Linked DNA regions of Sus scrofa: region 1 is linked to region 2. Evidence: chromatin contacts called from public HiChIP or PLAC-seq data. All regions are on one chromosome and are shown on one strand. Each heading gives the region's core, a stretch centred on a gene start, on an enhancer-like site or on the middle of the called end of the contact. The rest is flanking DNA. Distances are from core to core; before and after follow the strand shown. Region 1 overlaps TNK2 (activated CDC42 kinase 1). Region 2 has its middle 45 kb from the start of ZDHHC19.

Region 1 (2,952 bases), core at 447-2,946, 200 kb after region 2:
CCCACGGATATGCGGGCCCTTCAGGACTTTGAGGAACCGGACAAGCTGCATATCCAGATGAATGACGTCATAACCGTCATCGAGGGGAGGTAGGGAGCGCGGGGCTGCGCCGGCACCGCTTCGAAGGGCGCAGGCTGGAGGGGCCCAGGGCCAAGAGCCCTTCTGCCTCCCGGGTCTCCAGGGCAACCCACAGGCTCCCACAGCGAGAGGGGCGGGCAGGCCTGGGTCCACTCCCGAGTGCTTGGGGTCAAGTATGCAGCTGCCGCTGCTCAGAGGGGATTTTCCCTGCCCAGCGCCTCCTGTCACCCTTTCCCCACGAGGCTCCAGCCTGGGTGTGTGGGTCAGGGCCAAACTGCCTTTACGGCCAGGTAGGAAGTAGAGCAGCCTGGCCTCTGGGCCAAGCGGGGACTCTGGGACTCCGGAGAGTCATCTTCTCCGTGCCCTTCTTCCTCCTCCCCCTCGGGTAAGGACTCTGGACGCCCACCTGGGTGCCCTTCAGTAGCCCAGAGCCACCCTGCCTCTTCGTGGCAGCTTCTGCCCTCCCACTGAGCCCCACTGCTCCCTCCCAGGACTCCCCTCCATCCTCTGCTGGGCCTCCCATTCTGGCCCCTTGGTCCTGAGGCTGCCCTCAGCAGGGCCTCCATTCCTGACCCCTCCCTCCCCTCACCTGGCAACCCTCCTCTGCCTGCTGGTAGCATCTCCTGGGTCACATCTCCTATCTGAGCCCCGCAGTTCTGGCCTGCCTGCTGTGGAGACCTCACCCACTGTTCACCCCACCCTGTTATCTGATCCCCAGGGTGTCTAAGGAATGGGTTGAGGCGGGCTAGAGGTGCCTTTGGGGTAGGGGGTGGGCTTGGAGGACCAGGAAGAGGATCGAGGGCAAGGAAATTCCCTGCACTCCCCACTCCTCTGACTCAGAGCCAGGCAGGGATGGGGGACACTGAGCCCTTTCTACCTGGACTTGAGGTTTGGGGTTTGGGGTTCTGGGACCTTTGGTTAAAGCTTGTGCTTCAAGGGGTTCGATGAGAGGAAGCACCCCTGGGTCTGAGTCAGAGTGATGGAGCAGGCCCTGGAGCTGACTGGTAAGCAGCATGGCCTGCACCCGCCGTGGCCCCAGCACCTCCTCCCTAGGCCAGGGCTCCCCTCACCTCTGGGCCCAGGATCTGTAAATAAGGATGACAGACCAAGAAGTTGGGAGGGGGAGCTAAGGGGGAGTTAGTGGTGGTGGCCAAAAACAGCTTCTAGAAGGAGAGACGCCTGGAGGACAGGGAGGAGGTGCAGTCTGTGGTTTGGAGCTGAGGGGCCAGGGAAAGGACTGCAGGCAGGGCAGGCTGGGAGCTTTCTGGAAGTAGGAAGATTAGGGTGAGGGCTCTTTGGGGGGCACATGGCAGGACCTTCAGCTAGAGCCTGAGCCTCTAACCACTCCCACCTCCCTGAGCCAGAGGGCCTTGGACCTGAGGCCCCAGGCCCTTCCATTCCCCCTTCCTTTACTCTCAGTGGGGGTCTGTGTGCAGGGTGTGGCTCAGAGGCTTCATGTGTTTCTGGGGCATGTGTCCCCAGCTGGTGGCCTGGGTCACCGCTGGAGCAAGGCGAGGAACAGGGGCATCAGGGAAGCCACTCCTCCTGGCAGGCCACTGTGGGCAGGCCCTGCCCTGCTCTGCGTCACAGGCAGGGGTTGGCCCAGCTGCTGGCTCCACGGCTGCCACCTGCCAGTGTGGGCTCACTGGGCTCCTCCTCCAGGGCCACCAACTTGGACCACAGTGCCTGCCCTTGGTGCCTGGAGCGGCTCAGGAGGTGGAAGGTGAGGGGCAGGAGGCACGACAGCCGCTGGGGCTTTGGGAGTGGGCCTCCGTGTTGGTGGTACCAGAGCTCCAACTGCCGCCTTGCTTCCTCAGTGCTTGAAGTGTGTTTGTTTGTCCTGCTCCGTCTCCATGTCTCCGGGTGATGGGCTGTCTGTTCGTGGGTGTTCCTTTGGGTCTGGGTTCGTATGTGTGGGTCTCAGGCTGGTTCTGTTTTCCTTTAGCTTGGTTCTTGGCTCTCTTATATCTGTGCTCTTTTTGTGATTCTTTCTTGTGGAAGCTCTTAGTCCAAGAGAGCCCCCTTCTTCAGACTCAGTGCTTCTTGCAGTACCAGGCAGTGGACAGAGAGAGGACACTAGATATTCTGTGAGCCAAGCTTGCGAGGCTCTGTCTAGGCTGTGAGACCAGTGATGACTGACCTTTTTCCAGGAGGCTCTTATTTGGAGGCTGGGATGGCTGACAGCACTTTGATATTCTGTTTTCACAAACTGGTTAAGGAGGACAGGAGTTTTGAAATCCATGTGCATGCAGGTCCTTGGCCGGGCCTGATCCCTGGAGCCTCTGCTTCCTGTGGTAGGTGGGGGAGGGGGAAACAAAGGGTGTGTGTTTTTCCTCAAGGCCAGAGGCTCCCAGGAACACCCAGAGAGAAGTGCGTGGGGTGGTATTTTGAGCAGTATGTTTCATCCACCTTTGTCAGCCATTTGTGGACAACCTTGGCCAGGACTTGGGAGTGGGGGTGCTGAGGTTTCCAGGGACTAGTCCCCAGTAGTGCTGGGGCAGCCATAGGTGATTTTTAACCCAGGTCCTGGTTTCCCAGGAGGTGCTTCACATCTTGCCTGTCCCAGGATGCTGACAGGCACCTGCAGGAGAAGCCTGTTTTTGATCAGGGACTGTGCTCTCCTGTTGCCATGGAGACTCTGGGCTGTTCTTGGAGGGGGAAGGGAGATAGGGCCAGAGCAGGCTGGGAAAAGGGCTGGCCTGGTCCTCTCTGGGCTGCAGGTACCTCTACCCCCTGAGCCTTGGAAGGAGACCGGTGGACAGCATGATACACGTAGCACTGGCCATCTTGGGGTTATGTTTGACCCTTGCTGGGAGGATGCTGCTTCCATGCCTGGGATGTTGTTTCCAAGGAGGTCTTTCTTTCTGATACATA
Region 2 (3,253 bases), core at 647-3,146:
GTCAGTTTAGGACCAAATAGCGAGGAGTATCTGTGTTAGTGCCTGTGAAATCTTGACTCAGATGTATTCCTGCAAAGTGTGCTGTGCTCAGTGTGGAACTCACCTCTCCTGCCTGCAATAAGGGAGAGAGAATGGCGTTTACCTCACGGGGTTGCTGCGAAGATCAATGGAGACAACGAGGGATGACTGAGAGGACTGCCTCAAGGGACCAGACTCTGGGGTCTTGGATTGCCATTCCTAAAGCGGGACCTCTGTTTTCTGGAGACCATTTCAGCTCCACTTTGGAATATTAATTTAGTCTTTGCCAAAAATACTTGCTACTGAGGAGCTCACCTCTGGCCTTGGTTGCCTTCCCAACATCCACTTCCCTTTCTTCCTTGCTAACAGAATCCTGATTTTGTTTGGGAGCCACAGAAGAGCCAAATGTAAGGCGTGGTCATGGCAACCTGGCCCTTAACTTTCCCAGCCTACCTTGCTGGTGAGCGAGACCACGTGACCAGTTCTGGCCAATGGGACTGAGGTGGGAGGAGCTCCCGGGAAAGCAGACTGGCAGAGTTCCCTTGTCTTTCTTCCTGCTTTGAAAGGATTCTTGATGTTTGAAATTGCAGCAACTACATAAAAGGCCAAGAGAAGCCCAGAAACGTGAGGCCTGACATCCCTGAGCATCAGCCCCCATGCACTTGAAGATATTTTGTGACAAAGAAGCCTGCAAGTCAAGTTTTCTGTTGCTTGTAGCCAGGTTTATTCTTTTTTGGGGGGAGGTGGAGGAGTGCTGTGCCTGCAGCATGTGGAAATTCCCGGACCAGGGATGGAAACCACACCACAGCAGTGACCCAAGCTGCTGTGGTGACAACACCACCAGATCCCTAACCCACTGCACTACCAGACTAACAGCTGTGGCAATTCTTCTGCTTTTACTCTCTTGTGCTGTGAGAGGGATGCCCTAAGGCCCTGGAGGAACTCCCAGTGCTGCAGTATTTCTTCCCTCTTCTGATGCAGACTTTTGTCAGGAGGCTCAAGGGCATCCTGGTCTTTCTCTGACCACCCAGTTTGTCCCACTTTTCCCCTCATCTATTCTGACCTCAGTTTTCCATTTCCTTTGGTTAATTCCTTCCCCCTAAATTACGTTCCTGTCACACATACAAATTCAGTGCCTACTCCCTGCATCCATCATGTGGTACACAAGCAGTGAGCACTCATGCACACACACGCACGCACGCACGCGCGCACACACACACATTGTGTATACCTCTCTCCTGGCCTCTGTCTTTTTTGTCTTCTGGGTAAATGGAGAGCCACAGATCTGAAATGCAGTGTCCTGATTATGTTTCTGCCCAATTCCATCTGCTCTTGCCAGATGGTGTGCTCTTAATCCACATATAATTTTAGAGACAGGAGAGGTGGCCACAGGGACCAGCCACCCTCACTGGCCTGCCTCCAGCCCCCATCCCAGCTATGTCCAACTGGCCTCCCAGAGGGGACATGCCTGGGAGGGTATGAGAGCAGAGCCTCTCCAGGATGGGCAGTGCAGTGCTGACCTTGGAGGCCAGCACACCCAGGCCACCCCGAGGGCTTTTGGGAATGCCTCCCCAGGCCCCAGCCCCACTACAGCAGGCCCAGAGCTGGCTAGAGTGGCTGAGACTTGAGGGAATCAACTATTCGGCCCAGGCTCCCGCAGGCTGAGGCAACACTGCACTCTGGTTGAGGAGGTCCCCACCCACTCCAGCCCTCCACCCTCTCCAGCAGGATCAAGGCGGGGCGGTAGCTCTGTCACTGAAAGGGTGAACTCTAAGGAGCCCCAGGTGGGAACGGGGATGGCTCACTGCAGGGAGCGGGCCCCTCCCTGTGGGAATGCTTTCTCCACAGGAGCTGCCACTCTGCCTTGCTGATCTCATAGGTTACATAACCCAGGCTGCAGGGAGCAGCTGCTTCTGAGTAAGCCTGCCCTGGGGACCAGTGGCTCTGGCTCAGCCACACTGAGGTGCTTCCTGACCCTCAGCAGAAGGTCTGGAAGCTTTCCTGGCTTTTTCTCCTCCTGTCCTGCAAGCCTTTCTCTCCCATCCTGGGGAGCCTTGCTGGGGTAGCAGGGGGATGGTGACAGGAGGCTGTGGGCTTCCCGGCTTTCTTTCCGCTCAGGCCCTCCTGGCTCAGGAGGGCTCAGCCTGTGGTCTGCCAGGTCAGCACCTGCAGGGCATGGCTGAGGGTCAGGAAAGGGGTGAAAGAAAGGACATGCCAACTTTAAAGCTCCTAGGTCTCAGTGCGGTTTCAGACTCCACCAGGGAGGCTCCAGTATGTTTTGGAAAGAGGCCTAGTTCTGGTGTCAGAATCCTGAGTCGACACCTGGTCCTCTGGCCTTGTTGCACCTCTTGGACTCAGTTTCCTTCCAGCTGCAAGTGCCCCTGAACCACAGGGTGGCAGAGGAGGACTGCTGAAATCTCGGTGCTTCTCTTGTGTGCCTCTGCACCGTGGGACCCCGTCCTCTTCTTTGCTCTTGGTGAGCCCTGGAAATACATCCTTGTGGAAGCTTCCACACATGATATCAAATAGAGTAAAACCAGCCTGCAGCCCACATTAAATAGTTTTGGCCATAAACTTTTGGACAAAGTTTTAAGTTGCTTTATACATTATTTGACTATAAATATCTTATTGGGAGTTCCCCTTGTGGTGCAGTGGAAATAAATCAGACTAGGAACCATGAGCTTGTGGATTTGATCCCTGGCCTCGCTCAGTGGGTTAAGGATCTGGCGTTGCCGTGAGCTGTGGTGTAGGTCGCAGACACAGCTCGGATTCCACGTTGCTGTGGCTCTGGCGTAGGCCGGTGGCTACAGCTCCAATTAGACCCCTAGCCTGGGAACCTCCATATGCCATGAGAGAGGCCCTAAAAAGCAAATTAAATAAATAATAAATAAATAAATAAATAAATAGCTGACTGAATTTCGACTGGCTGATTTTTCGGTGACCCTAGATTATACTGGAAATTTTTAGAAAGTGAAAAAACTACAAAGAGCTCTAAATGTAGTGCCATTGTCTTGAATTCTGAATGAATTAATTTGCAAGGCAGTTGGTTCAACTATTAACAATTTGGCGGGAGTGTTTACACCATGGAAATCGCCCAACACTACAAATCAGTGTAATGTTGACTCAGCGCCTCACCCCTCAACTGATTTACCCCCAACCACCAGGAAATTGTCTTAAATCTTCGTGGGTGATTCAAAAGTGTAGCCCCTGACTTGGAAGAAGTTCAAGGCTGCGA

The links. HiChIP or PLAC-seq counts read pairs in DNA pulled down with a chosen protein or histone mark.
Region 1: an H3K27ac HiChIP or PLAC-seq map of skeletal muscle shows a contact between it and region 2. The contact joins two enhancer-like sites. A contact is called at or near these places in 2 of 47 Hi-C or Micro-C datasets (liver and skeletal muscle) and 2 of 2 datasets of contacts at active chromatin or transcription factors (alveolar macrophages and skeletal muscle).

Annotation. Positions count from the first base shown.
Region 1 is chr13:134,113,050-134,116,001 of Sscrofa11.1, forward strand. It overlaps TNK2 (activated CDC42 kinase 1), which reads left to right. Exons shown (of 13, transcript XM_021070192.1): 9 at 1-89. Among named protein-coding and RNA genes, the nearest start is that of TNK2, 32 kb to the left of the region's middle. Within about 2 kb of position 1,697, at least 17 of the 83 cell types and tissues checked have an H3K27ac peak or open chromatin away from gene starts, as enhancers often do. A contact at or near this core is called in skeletal muscle, where this site is marked.
Region 2 is chr13:133,916,370-133,919,622 of Sscrofa11.1, forward strand. No RefSeq gene overlaps it. Among named protein-coding and RNA genes, the nearest start is that of ZDHHC19, 45 kb to the left of the region's middle. Within about 2 kb of position 1,897, at least 29 of the 83 cell types and tissues checked have an H3K27ac peak or open chromatin away from gene starts, as enhancers often do. A contact at or near this core is called in skeletal muscle, where this site is marked.